Regions from separate parts of the Macaca mulatta genome. Here region 2 is linked to region 1. A link is a contact called in public Hi-C data. All regions are on one chromosome and are shown on one strand. Each heading gives the region's core, a stretch centred on a gene start, on an enhancer-like site or on the middle of the called end of the contact. The rest is flanking DNA. Distances are from core to core; before and after follow the strand shown.

Evidence for each region. Hi-C and Micro-C count contacts between places; a contact is called where the count stands out from the background.
Region 2: a Hi-C map of CD4 T cells shows a contact between it and region 1, with 5 times the contacts expected there. The contact joins two enhancer-like sites. A contact is called at or near these places in 9 of 14 Hi-C or Micro-C datasets (CD4 T cells, blood, cortical neurons and 5 more).

What each region holds. Positions count from the first base shown.
Region 1 is chr2:31,944,497-31,952,267 of T2T-MMU8v2.0, forward strand. No RefSeq gene overlaps it. Among named protein-coding and RNA genes, the nearest start is that of RFTN1, 35 kb to the right of the region's middle. Within about 2 kb of position 4,350, at least 7 of the 40 cell types and tissues checked have an H3K27ac peak or open chromatin away from gene starts, as enhancers often do. A contact at or near this core is called in CD4 T cells, where this site is marked.
Region 2 is chr2:32,198,605-32,205,528 of T2T-MMU8v2.0, forward strand. It overlaps OXNAD1 (oxidoreductase NAD binding domain containing 1), which reads right to left. Exons shown (of 9, transcript NM_001265832.1): 7 at 2,737-2,979; 8 at 1,868-1,976; 9 at 972-1,204. The coding sequence ends at 1,050. Among named protein-coding and RNA genes, the nearest start is that of OXNAD1, 39 kb to the right of the region's middle. Within about 2 kb of position 3,422, at least 5 of the 40 cell types and tissues checked have an H3K27ac peak or open chromatin away from gene starts, as enhancers often do. A contact at or near this core is called in CD4 T cells, where this site is marked.

The DNA.
Region 1 (7,771 bases), core at 3,100-5,599:
ACACTTGGAAGAGGGCCAAGTGGGCGACTTGAGAGATCAAGTGTGAGGTTTGATCTTTGACTTGGGGTTTTATATGTTGGCATGCTTCCGGGGAGATTGCGCCCTTCTCCCCTGATTCTTCCCTTGGGGTGGCCTGCCAGCACTTAGGAGGGGCCACATGTGCAGTGTGTTTACTGAAGTTGTATGCAAGCTGACTTGAAACTGAACGGTTTTTCACTTACTGGTTGAGTATTCCTAGAGGAAGGTCATATACAGGTTAATTCCACCATTTTGCGTCTTAGTGTGCATGCTTGAGTTCACTCACCCAACTCCTGAGATCTTATCAGGAAGCTGCTGATCATCAGTTTCAGGTGTTTTCTATCTATTGGGAGACTGCCTTTCCCTGGCACTGGCTGCAACCAATTATTATTTTAGAAACAGTTTAACAACCACCTGATCATCACCTGATGGTCGCCTGACATTCCTGGTAAAGGGGACTCTCTCCTGCCCTGCTCATGTCTGCCTAACTACCTATGGTAACAAAAGCTTTTTTCTTTTTGAGACAAGGTCTTGCTCTGTCGCCCAAGATGGAGTACAGTGGTGCAGTCATGGCTCGCTGCAGCCTCAACCTCCAGGGCTCAATTGATCCTCCCACCTTAGCCTCCTGAGTAGCCGGGACTACAGGTGTGTGCCAGCACGCCTGGCTAATTTCTGTATTTTTTTTGTAGAGACAGGAGTTCGACTTGTCCAGGCTGGTCTTGAATTCCTGGGCTCAAGATATCTGTCAGTGTCCACCTCCCAAAGTGTTAGGATTACAGGTGTGAGCCACGGCACCCAGGCCCCCAAATTACCATTTTTACAGAGACAGTGTGATAGCTGTCAAACCATCACCTGACATTCCTAGTAGGTGAGGGAAGAGTTTTCTCCTGCCCCACTCATGCCTGACTAACTACCTGTAACAATTTAGCTCAGCTTACTGTTACAATTTTTCTCACTGATACAATTTTTGCAAAGGCAGTTTCAGTACTATCAAAAGAAATAGTAATCAACCATTTGGAAAGCATTTAGAACTAATTAAAGACTCTTAAGTCAAATGAGGAAAAGCCAAACTACACTGTGGGACACACAGTAAAGCCCTGCATCAGTCAGCTGTTGCAATGATCATTTATAACTGCTCTCTTGTCTGCAGGTCAGCTGCTTTTTGGCTGACATAGGCAGGGCTCAGCTGGGCTGGCTCTGCAGCATGTGTCTCTCATTCTCCTCCTGTGGCAAACAATGGCAGATGGCAATGGCAAATGTGGAAAACCTTTAAGGCAGAAATCTCATAACTGGATCCCCGTCTCTCCCACTCATCTCAGACTTTTAGCCTAAGCAAGTTACATGGCCAAACCCCAAATCCAGGAGTGGGGAAATATATTCTGCTTTTTTATCAGGTGCAAAGTCGCATGGTGGTCAGTGCAGAACGGGCTGAATAACACAACCAATCATCAGCCCTGAAGAAATTTATCACTCATCTGCTTCCTCAAGACTCCCCTCATCAGGGCACCTGCTCTCCTCCAAATCTTTCTCTTTCCCAAACTCTGTAGCAAACAGTCCACTCACACTAGCTACCCTGCTTCCTTTGGCACCCTCTTTCCACTAGATCACCTGTTCTCTCAGCATTTCTATTTTCATTTGCATCTCCACCCTTTGCCCCATTACCCCAGCAGCTCACAGAAGATCCTGATGGAACAGGAAAAACCCAGAAGTTGGGTGGGTAGGCAACTTGTGAAAGCTTACACGTTCCTGATTCCTCTCACCACAGTCCATTACTAGCGAATTACATATTTGGGGCCTTGGGTGTTTGTAGAACCAAATCAGTTGTGGAGGAAATATGTACATCTTTCCATGGGAGTGTGATTGTACCATACCTCACCTTAACAAAGCTTAAATATCATTTCCAAACTTGGCTAGGTTTCCCTGTGTTATATGTCATTGAGAGCCAGTATAACTAAATATCTGTGGGAGTCCTAGCTGGCTGCCTGCTTTGTTTCTCCCACTAAACTGTAAGCTCCTCATGAACAGAGAGTATGTCTGTACGATTCACCAGCTGTGTCTCTATCTTTACCCCACAGCCAGTCCACAAATGAATGCTGTCAGCCTTGCCCCCCATCATATCCCAGCCATCCATGTTTGGCTACTTCACTGCTACCCCAACCTTCCATCTCATGCTTGGGTTATTTCACAGCCTTCTCGGCTGATACTCCCACTGCTGCTGTGCCTGGCTGCAGCCTATTCTCCACATGATGAAGAGGAAACTTTGAAAAATGGGTAAAATTGATAGCAAATTGTGTTTCTCCTGCACTCAGAATCCTCCTGTGGCTCCTCACTCTAATCTCTGGCTTCAGTAGTTGATGGCAAATATTTAAAAGTCAGCCTGCAGGAAGGACCCTTATTTACTGAGTTTTTCAATGTTAATGGTATAAATACTCATCATGGCCAATTTCAAGCCGCCTTCTTTCTTTCCCTCCCTCCCTCCTCCCCTTCTCCCCTCCTTTCTTCCTTTCCTCCCTCGCTCCCTCATTCCTTCTGTCCTTCCTCCTTCCCTTCCTTTCCTTCTTACTTCCTTCTTTCCCTTCTTCCTTCCCTCCTTCCCTCTTTCCCTCCTTTATTCCCTATTCTCTGCCTCCTACTGTAGAATTGACATTCCATGACAGGCAATCCATGTCTGTTTTAGTCATTGCTTAGAAGTGCCTGGCACATAATGGAGGCTTAGTACATATTTCTTGAATAAATAGTTGACTAAATGAATAGATGATCATTTCTTAATTCTGTACCAGGATTTAAGAATTATTCAAAGTAGATGTCATTGCTTTAAAATAACCAAGTACTGCTCAGCACTTTCAAGTTCACAAAGCATGCCTCATGCATCATCTCTATGATCTGTACCCGGGTGCCATCGTGAGAAGCTGGGAAAGGCTTTTCTCTTCCTCCACTTTACAAACGAGGAAACAAAGACTCAGAGAGGTGGAGGTTCCCCCTCAAGGCCACACAGCAAGTCTGACTCTCAGTCTGGCACTCTTCTCAGTGGTCTCCAGTAACTGTTTAGCTCTTGAGGGGATCTCATCAGAGAAGCCTGGAGGCTTCAGGGAGAGCCGTCCCAAGGAAGAGGAGAGAAAGACATGGTGGCAAGGAAGGAGAACTGACAACCAGGGAAGGCCTTACCTAGGCCTCTACCAGGCTGAGCCTCTGGCCTCAGGCCAGTAACATAGTGATTCAGGTTCCCACTCCTGATTCTGTCACTAGATTCCTACTACCCTCCCCGCAGACATGGAGCATTGAGCCCCCTTCCCCACAGATAGAGTACCCTAAATAGAGTAGGCTCCATACCTAGCACCCACCTTCTTGCAAGACTATAGCAATGAACAGCAGAGAGCGCAAGCTGGAGAGCCACAAGCTGAACTCAGTCCTCGGGGATGATTTCTTTAGCCCCTGTAGAGTTCAAAAAATTGGGCCAACATTTACAAGCAGGAGATCCCAAGTGGTTGGTTTCTTTAGGCAAACAGGAAAATCTTGCCACACCTCCTGGCCATTCTAGGCTGACAGCAGTTGTCCACCTGAGACCAGACAAGTGTTGTCCAGTTCAACGCAGCCCCAGTTTCCTATCTCCTCTCCAACCTTGAGGGCAGCCGTCGACTGCAGTTTATTTCCATCCTAGTGCTGGAAGTTTTACTGGTGTCGAAAAACATACCTCTTAAACTCAAGCTTATACCAAAAGGAGAAAAAGAAAATATGTAGGGCCTCATGATTTTATTACGTCATGACTGACAGAACCCTGAGTTTAAGAGCCTTGGGCCATGTCTCCATTTCAAATATACCTTTCCTTCCTTCTTTCCTTCCTTCCTTCCTTCTTTTCTTTTTCTTTTCTTTATTTCTTTTTCTCTTTCTTCTTTCTCTTTCTTTTTCTCTTTCTTTTTCCCTCCTTCCTCCTTCCCTTTCCTTTTTCTTCCTTTCTTTCCTTGCTTCCTTCCTTTTCCTTCCTCCATCCCTCTCTTTCCTTCTCTCTCTTCCTTCTTTTTCTTGCTTTTTTCTCTTTCTTTTTTCTTTTTATTTCTTCTTTCTTTATTTCTTGCTCTTTCTTTCCTTCTTTCTTCTCTTTCTCTCTCTCTTTCTTGACAGAGTCTCTCTGTTACCCAGGTATGGAGTATGATACACGCTCACACACCACACCCAGCTACTTATTTTTATTTTTGTTTTGTAGAAATGGGGTCTTGCCATCTTGCCCAGGCTGGTCTCAAACTTCTAGCCTCAAGTGATCCTCCTGCCTCAGCCTCCCAAAGTGTTGGGATTGCAGGCATGAGCCACCTCGCCCAGCCAGGTACACCTTTTCTTAGTCCTGTCAACAATCTCACAAAGAAGGCATCCAGAACCCTCCTTTAGGTGAGGATCCTTGAGTTCAGAGGCATGGAGGGACTTGCCCAAGGTTAAATAACTAGAAGTAGACACAGAACGTGAAGATCCAGCAAGGCATCCGCATAAATTGCATTCCCAGCCACACACCACCAGTGTGTTCACTATGACAGGGTGTGCGACCTGATGCAATAGCCCTTATGTAATCTGACACATCCCCATTAGGTGGCACCATAAACCAACAAAGCTTTCCAGGACAATGCCTTTACGGAAATTGGTTTTCTTGCATTATTAGGGGTTTTAAGGCAGAATGGTTTTTCCCCTCTTTCTCTCTTAAAAAAAAAAAAAAAAAAAAAAAAAAGTCTTCCAATATACAATGTAGCATGGCTTTCGTGCCAGGCATAAAATGAAATTTGCCTTAATTCATTGCCTAGGGAGAAAGTGTGTGTGTGTGTGTGTCACAACTGACATCTGTTAAATGTTAAATGAAGTAAGCAAGCAATAAGAAGGTTTGAAATACATTCTTTGTTCAAGAAGTCGTGCAGACACTGATCAGCTGCTCTGTACAATTGCGAATAAAACAGGCACCTTTTTTTCCCCCCAGCAAGCGCCGCTGAAAGCCCCCAAGGAGGGCAAAAGCAGAGGATGGATGGACTTGCATGCCATGAGGTTAACACTTCTGTTTCAAGTTCAAACAAATTGGCTGGGCACAGCAGGAATGACCGCACTGCCAGTACCATTGTACCTGCTTCCTCTCCAGGGCTGAACAGGAGCCCAGAATTGCCCCTCCTTTCCTGCTATTTCTTTTGCAAAGTGTAAGAAGGTGTGAGGTTTCATCCAGACTACCTGATCAGTTTTGACCATCAGCATGTTATTATGGTGGATCTATTCTTAAAACACATTTCTTCTTTTGTTTTCCTCACTAACAAGGAATTTTGAACCACTCACTCCAAAGTTAGCCCTTGCAATTTATTAGCCAAGCTTCGTTATTAACATTATTAACAAGAGAATGAGAACAGATGTAATTCCAATATGCAGCTAGAATATCAGCTAATGATGTGCTCCTTATAAAGATACACTAGGATCATCAAATGAGAAATAGAAGCTTTGCCTGTGCAACCAATTATAATTCTGGGATGGTGTATTTTGGGTATTGGAATTTTTTGATAAACATAAGGATAGGCAGAAAGCCCTTAGGTTTCAATCCTTTGTTTCATCCTTTCCCTCATCCCTAGAAATAGGTTAGGTGTCTATGACAGTAACAGTGAGTGCTTCCCAAAGAGCCACACACGTTTTCAAGCCTCCCCTGCGGTTGAGTTGAGCCATGTGGATGAGTTCTGGTAAATAGGAAAATATTTACTTACATTTTCTTTGAGTTCTATTTTAGTTTTATTTTTGTATTTAATCCATGTGGAATTTATTTTAGTACAATAGTTTTAAGCCAGTTGTTCCCAGACTATTTAATTAATCTTTCCTTTTCCTACCAATTGCAAATACCAATCAGTATATGATAAATTCTGATTTCTGGTTTAGTAATCAATTTTCTCATTCCTATGTTGGTATAAAATTCCCAAATTAGAGTAATTTTGGAATATATCTTACTATCTAGTAAGACCTATCCCCTTTAATTTTTTAAATGGGGTCTCGCTATGTTGTCCAGGCTGGTCTTAAACTTCTGGGCTCAAGCAATCCTTCTGTCTCAGCTCAGCCTCCAGAGTAGCTAGAAATACAGACTCATAACCACCACACCTGGCTCCTTTTAAAAAAATTATTTTAGTTACTTTCACATATGTATTCTTTGAGTAGAATTTAAAAGTCAGTTTGTCAAGTTAAAAAATTAAAGACGGATTAAATTCACAGGTTGATTTGGAAACAATTGATATTTTGTCGGCCCGAGTCTTCTCATTCAGGTGCGTGATGTTTCCCTGCATTTGAAGTCTTCTTCCACGTCCTTAGGTCATTTTGTATTTCTTCTGTGTTTGACCCTGAGTATTCTATGATTTTGGTTGTTTTTGTAAATGGGATATTTTTCTCATTTCTCATCATTTTTTTCTGATTTATTATGGCTGAATATTATTCCACTGTATTTGTATATCATAATTTATTTATCCATTCATCCATCAATGGACATGTGGTTTGCTTCCACACCTTCCACCATGCTGCCATGAACATGTGTATACATGTACTTGTGTCCCTGTTTTCAATTCTTTTCAGTACAGACACCTAGGAGTGGAATTGCAGGGTCCTGTGGTGATGCTGTGTTGAGTCATTTGAGGAGCCACCAACTGTTTCCCACAGTGGCTGAACTGTGTTACATTCCCACCAGCAATATACAAATTCCACTTTCTCCACATCCTCACCAATACTTGCTATTTTCTGCTTTCTGTTTTTAAAAAAATTATTGCCATCCTAATGGGTGTGCAGTGGTGCCTCATTTTTATTTGCATTTCCCTAATGGTGAATGATGCTGAGCATGTTTTCATGTGTTTGTGGGCCATGGTCTGTCTTCTTTGGAGAAATACCTACTCAAGTCCTTTCTCCATTGTTTAAGGGATGGTTTGTCTTTTTGTTGTTAGTTTCCTAACTTTTTGACAGGAGAAAGGTTAACTGAAAGTTGCTGTGTTACATAGGATGCTTTCAAAAGCAAAAACTAGAAGATGCAATACAAAATGACTTAAATGATAAAAAAAAAAATTTAAATGTTTGAGTGATCAGGTATGGTTCTAGCATTCTCCACATATCAATTCATTTAATTCTAAAAAGAATACTACAGGGTAGGTATACAAATCAGAAATATGAGGCACAGAGACATCCAAAGTCACACAGCTGGTAAGTGGTAAAGTTGGAATTTGAACCTAGGAAGTCTTGTTCCATAGTCTCATCTCTGAGTGACTAGGTACTAAGTCTGTAGGGAGGCAGTACTGGCATTGACTGGTTTAGCATCTCAACCTAATATAGAAGTCTAGATTTGTCAATGTTCCTATTCTGCTACCCTAAGCATGTTGCCTTTGCCTCAGGCTCCTCCCCTCATGGTTGCAAAATGGCTGCAACAACTCCAAGCATCACATTATCTCCCAGCAACATCCAAATGAGAGAAACAGAAAGGCTCTGTGGTTTCTTCTTTTTTGAGAGTAAGGAAAACTCTTCTAGAAGTACCTCCAGCAGACTTCTCATTGACAACTGTGGCACATGTCCCATCCTAAACCGATCACTAACAAGGGAAAGAGAACTGTGATTTTGGACACAGACTGATTAAGGTTTACACCTTGAAACTTCAATGGGGTCCAGATTCCAAGAACTATCTGCTGCTCAGTTCCTGAACAGAAATCATTTTCTGTTAACAAAGAAAAAGGTGATAATCACTGTTGAGTTGGTGACCAACAGCTGCTGCCACAATTGTCAT
Region 2 (6,924 bases), core at 2,172-4,671, 250 kb after region 1:
CTTTTGGATTTTTAAAAATCTAAACAAAGAACTACAATCTGCTTTCTAGCAGTTTCTTCAGAGCAGCTTTGGGATGAGTCTCCACCATTCTCTGTATCCACTCTAGGGGACTGCCTCCCAATCTCAGACTTAGCAAGGAGTTAAAACATTAGTTGCTTTCTTTCAGTCATTCAACAACTATATGTTAAGGAGCTGCTGGTGCCAAGAACAACTCTGGCAAATGAGTGGAATAAAAGTAGAAAAGCAGGATTTAGAAACAGCTCTCTACCCCCTAATCAATGCTAAGTACATTTCCATAGCCAGCCAGCCCAGGCACTGAAGGCAGATTCAACATGGAACACACCACCAATGCCTTTGTCCCAAGCAAGAAGCTGCCTCCTACAGCGTTAAAGCAGACAGCCAAGACACAGAAAGGGTTTCATTTAAGAAGAAACTAACAACTAGGATACACACTTACGATACTCATTAACAAAAAAGCAAATATGCTGGATATTTAACTCCCTAAAGCAGTTTTCCTAACAATTTTCCATGTCCAAACTTAACTTTGATGTACCAAATAAGACTGCAGGCCATAGTACAGTAAACAAAGGCATTAAAAAGAATTTTCAAAGTAAAATAATTAAGATTGTACTTAAATTATAATTTTATTAAACATAAGATATATAGATGGCTGTCAAATAATTTAAAGCTAGCCCACATTTTACACTCAAAATCACATGTTCCTATGATTAGACATAAGTATGTATTTTTTTTTTTTGCCTAAAGACAAAAGAAAAATCTATATTGACCAATCATGGTACATCATGAGACAATTAAATCATTGTTAATAAAAGAAAATCAGTGTAGTAAAAAACAGTTTGATCACTGAGGTCTTTGCAAAAAGTTTATCATTTAAGTCTGCCAGCTGGCTTTTATCCAGCTGGTCAATACGTTTACAGCCTTAAAAAATAAGACAACTCAAGTAGAGATAAAAAAAAATTAATCATGCCACAAAGGACAGGAGATCTCCTGAGTAGATCTCACCTCTTTATCTTTTCTGTGTCTGCCTCCTACCACCACTTCTCAAAGCAAATGTGTTCTTTGGATACATGGTGGTTTTCCAGTTGCTTGGAGAAAAAGTCTGTCATTGGAGGTGGGCCACAAATATAGAACAAAGTCTCTTTTGAAATATGATCTCTTATCTCCTTCTCCGTTATTCTTCCTTCTACCAAAAACCAGAATAAACACCAAATTAAGCCAGACATGGTTGTATCAGCAAATGAGGAAGGACTAACCACAATTCAGCTACAGTGTTTATGTGCAAGCTCAGTGAGTCTAGTCTTCTTAAGACATTCACAGGACGGCTCCTGTTGGCCTCTGGGGCCAGACCTAAGCAGAGTGCATCTCCAGGCTTCCTAAACCTAAGCAAGCAAAGTGGGACGCTCATCGTAATGCACTCTGCAGAAAGGGCCAGCTAGCTTACTGGTGGCCTTTGATGGAGATACAAACTGCCTTCAGCAAAGGAAGTAACTGTTTTTATAAAAATCCTTTCAGAGGAAATTATAAGTTGTTTAAATGACCATTAATGGCAAATGGAATCAATTCAGCCAAATCTGGAATATAAATTATTTGTAAGTATACTACAGTGATGATGCAAAGGCCTCTTAAAAAGTGTGAAAAGTACACTTTTAACATAGGCAATAGGAAACCTGTATATAATGAGTAAATCCAACTAAATATCTATTTTTCCAGGAGGAGTCACCCCAATTCCCCAGATAGTGACATTCCCAGCCAGCAACTTCCAACAATAAAGTATCTACGCTCAACCAACTGGTGTGTCCATCAAATAACTGCATGGAGATAGTCAAAATATCTTTAGGGGACTCACCCGTGATGTACGGCTTGAGTTCTGCACTGATTTGTGTAGTCTGTTTTGTAACATGCAAACTGCATGCAATCTTCTCAGGAAATTCATTTACTAAATCAAGGATATTTTTCTGGAATGTCAAACATATTTGGTCACACTACAATTTTTAAAAATCAAAACAGATGTGCACAACCACTGAGGCTGAACCTCGACTCCCATTCTGCACACGTCTGCTGCTCTTGCTCTCTACTTAGAGAGACATTGTTTGCAGCCTAGCAGGCCACAGCATTCAGACTACAGAGGGCTATTTGGCTTTAATTGAAATCTGAATATGCTAACAAGCATATTACCAACTCTCCGGGAGTTTTTTCTTTTTCCTTTTTCTCAAGCATTGGCAATTAAGCAGCAGTTTCACTGACCACAGTTGTGTCTTTAACTGTTTCTGTTCTTTTGTTCATTCCTGCAGCTGCAAAGCAATCCCCAGTGAAAGCTTTCTTCATCAAATGCACTTAGTTTAAACAGATGCAACTGACGGGGGTTTCATTTACCCAGCTGGGACCAAACTGCCTAAGTCTTACCTACCCCTGTGATACACCAGTACACTGTAGGTCTCTTGACTGGAATCTCAGGACCCTTGTGACTTTTCTGTTCATCTAACCTCCAGATTCCATCCCACCAAAACCTACCCTTTCCTGTCACTTAACTGGTGGCCCGCTCAACATTAGCAGTTTCACTTGTCTTGGGTAAGGTGTGTTGGTTAGTTCTCATTTGAGCATGATTAAACCTTGCCAAGCCTTTTGTTTGAACCTTTGCAGAGAAAACAGAACCTAGAGAAAAAACTTATTAATACCACTACACAAGTTTGCTTACACAAGCTATATCTCCTTTACCTTAAACAGGAGTTCGCTGGTATTTTTTGCACTGTAGAATAGTTTTATTGTTCCTATCTCATATCCACTTCTTTTGTTTGCCCGCTCTCTGAGGAGATCTGCTGCGTGCCGCAGGATGGAAAGCAGAGGGTTAATTCCGACTCCTCCTGCAATCAACACGAGGTTTCTAGAGGCATCCGCAGGCTGAGGGTCAAAGAAGAACTCTCCACCCACTCTCACAGCCACTTCTGAGTCAAGTGTACACTAAGGCAGGAAAGAAAAGATCTTTTAGTCTTTTGTAGCACAGGTCTTAAACCAAAGGTTCTACTTTAATAAAACTGGGTCTATCTCCCGTATTATCAGTGTTTAGGACTATTTTTATAGCTTGCTCCCAATTTTCCCGAGGCCCTGTGAATTAATTCCACTTGCTCATTTTATAGGCCATAGGCTAATCCACCTTCATAATCCATAATGAACAGCCATTCCAATACTGAGAAAAGGAGATGCGCTTCAGTGATTTTACCATTTGTTAACCTCTTAGGCGAGGAACTGGATTGAGGAAAGAGGCAATGGACTCAAAGGCAGGGGACAGCTCTGAAGCACGGGTCTCCTTCATCTGAGTTGTGTTTCTATGTTCTAACCAAAGCTGAGAAACAGGATGTGGCAAATGTCACTAGACTGCCTACCCTGGGTTCATCAAGGCTGAAAAGTGTAAGTACTGGTGCTCCCTCTTGATCCTCAGTAAGGCAAAGCCAGACCAGCTCTACAGGCTTAGACCAGCCCTGCAATACTGTTCAGTGCTGTTCCCTTCTCCCTAGAGAAACAAGAACAGGCAGCCAGAGGCTTCGTACCAGGGAGTATCACATAGACCTATCTAGATAAAAGCACCTACTATTTGGTGAGGTCACTTATGCCTGAAATACCATCAGAGTTGAATACACTGGTTTTCTCAGTGGGGATGCTACTGCTTCTGATGAACGTATTTGGGAAAGTTGTGATGACATTTTTTATTGTCACAATGATTTGGGGAATCCAACTGGCATTTAGAGGGCAGGGCCAGAGACGCTAGAGATCCTACAAAATTCATGGTTTCCCAGAGCTGGCTCCTACTAAGCTGGTGGTCAATTCTACAGGAATTTTCTAAGAAAGTTTCTACTGGTAGTTTGAAATCAGCCATTGTAGGAGTACTTACAGCACAGAAATCAGCAAACGACACAACTCAGATAAATTCAGATAGCTGGTTTGCCAGCACACCATTATCTACAATGCACAAGACTGTCCTGCACAATGACTTGTGAATGGCCCAAAAGATGTTCTTATAGGTGAAAACTGGTTTATAATGATCTGAGACTAGACCCTAGCTCATTTTACAAATAAACTCAGTAGCCACAATGTAGACTGCACTTTGTTGTGTTCAGAACTTGACCAAGCATTTCCCTGTTCTGGAAAACCACATTCCAGTTAGTGACATGTGTCACCCACACAACACATCTTTATCATCTGCATCTGTAGACAGTGTATTCATGGTGATTCTATGTTTAGGAATGGCATCTGATTACTTCATTCTGTCTTCAAGTTAGATCTGCCTAACCACTTGTATTTTAAAATACATATTCTTTGATTATGGATCACTTTCGTTTATTTCTCCTTTGTATTACAGTTAGAGAATTATGTTATTAAAAAAAAACTATGGGTACATTACATTAACTATGATTTTCATTTCAGGACAGTTCTAGAAAGGGGTATTGGATCTAACAGAGTTGATAACCCCTTGTTTGGAAAAAAACCACTGATCTAGGAGTCAAGACTGAATTTTAATCATGGCCCCTATGAAATCCAGCAAGTCCCTTAAATTCTAAGCCTCTGCTGCCACTCCTGGAAAATGGGTGCCAGCACCTGCACTGCCCATCTCACAGGGTTGGTCTGAACATGGACTGACTCACAGTAGGGGGAACTCGCTAGTATCCAGCTCTAAGAAGGAATTTTGGTCGTTGCAGCTGTCACAAAAGAAAAAGTGCTGGCGATACCAGCTTCCTGCTTCTCTGTCACTAAAAAACAGATTCCAGGAATCAAGAAACTTACATTAAGAGCGTAGGTTTCTCCCATTACACGTTCCTGGCATAAATCAACTAAATGAATGCCCTCCTAAGAAGTAATAACATATCACATGCTTTTTGAGAACCAGACCCTTAGCATTCACACCTTGGCACCTTGCATGTCAGGTGAGCAGTAAGTACTTCTGGACATGAATTTCATTTGGGCTCTGCAAGTTAAAGATGAGTTAAATTTAGAGAATATCTAAGAAAGATGAAAATTATTTGAATTCACAAAAACATGTCTTTTTTGGTAAAGAATTGTTAAATGAATGGATACCCTTTCTCTCGGGGAAAAATGTCTGAACTTAACTATTTTAAATATGTGGGAGATTTTTACATGAATGGTGATAAGTGGGTTTTCATTTTTGACAAAAGAAATTAGCAGCAAGGGAACATTCAGTTAGGAATAACTAAAATCTCGGAATTGCCACAGTGGCTACCAAAGTGCTTTAAAATATTCTTTCAAGTCTCAAAAATAGAATTTAAGATACAAGAAGCTCTGCCTAATGATGACAATGAATTTCATCTCCTATATCCTCCTTCCCTCCCTCTCTTGCTTGCCTGTGCAGTTCTCTCTTTATCTATAAGAATCAGAGTGAAAGAGACTGAAGTAATTTTCTCCAATGGCCATCTCTGGCATGCTTAGTAATGACAACAAAGAAAGCCTCTAGGTTACTGTTTTTAGAAACCAGAGTATTTTCAACTCTAAAGTTGGCAAGAAAATGTGCCCCAGGGGAAGATAATACTCAAGAAGCCTGTCTTATCTTGACACAAAATAATCTTCGGGAGGTCTTTCTTCTGATTTGGTAGCACCTGGGAAGAATTAAAAGCCACCTTTGTCTTTTTGTTGATTAATAAAAACTGCAAGAGTAACATGAACACAAGACTCAAAGTACTGTACACTGTAATATGTACGTGAGTAAAAGGACATTACCTTCAATTACACAGCAATGTATCTAATTTTGGTATAGATTTTCTACTTGTGAAATAAACAGCCTTTCCACAGCAACTGGAGCTAAGCACACAATAGCTGTCTAGAACCCTTTACTCTGCCAAGAGCTTCAGCCAAAGCAGATAAAATAAAGGAAGACGTTTATGGCACTTCATTCCATGTCTCAACGGTGCAGCCTGCTGCCACCCAGACACTCACGCGCCTCCATTGTCCACTATAATGGCTTAATAAGACAAATCCTCAGGAGGAAAATAGCCACCTGAAAACAGTTCCAAGAAAAATCTGACTTCATAAAGGCTGTCTGCAACTCCCACTGGGTAGAGTAGAGCAGGCACTAGAATTAGGATGTGCATTCAAGCAATATCACTGTGAGATTTTCCACAGCCTGTAAGAATAAGTTCCTTCACTGAAATTCCAATGAGGCATGAAACCAAGCAGGAAGCTGTGGACCGGGACCAGGCCAGGTTGCCTGAGAAGCTAAGGATAACAGGGAGGATGGGGAGATGTTCATGGCACTAGGAGCTGGGATGGCTATGCTTATTTCAACTCTGAGCAAGGGGCATGTGGACACCTCGTTGCTCTCACCCCAGCAGCATATTTTAGCACCTCTAGGAGCAGCCTAGAGCCAGTAATGAATGGAAAATCCACAGAGAATCCAAAAAGGAATGAGGCAGCTGAGGCCACACTGACAGAGACTCAGAAGGTTGCAGGGTAAAAATGTGACAGGATACATTTACAATGGAAATGCCTACACAGGCATCTGGGGGTTATCCTGGACAGACATAACTTGATGTGTAAACCACAAGAATATATTGTGTTGCTCCTGCACATTTTTTAAAAATTATTTTTAAAATTTCCTTAACAGAAATCTTTTTCTTTTGGTATACGGTTCTATAAATTTTAACACACATATAGATCTGGGTAACAACCATCAAAATCAAAACATATACTAGTTCCATCACCCCCTGAAAATTATTCCCCTGTGCTATAGATCCTACTTTTACAGTCATCTCAACCCCAGTCAACCATTGATTTGTTTCCCATCATTATATCTATGTCTTCCAGAATGTGATAAAAATGGGATTTTACAGTATGTAACCTTTTGGGACTGCCTCCTTGCATTCAACAGAATGCCTCTGAGATTCGCCCACATTGTTGTGT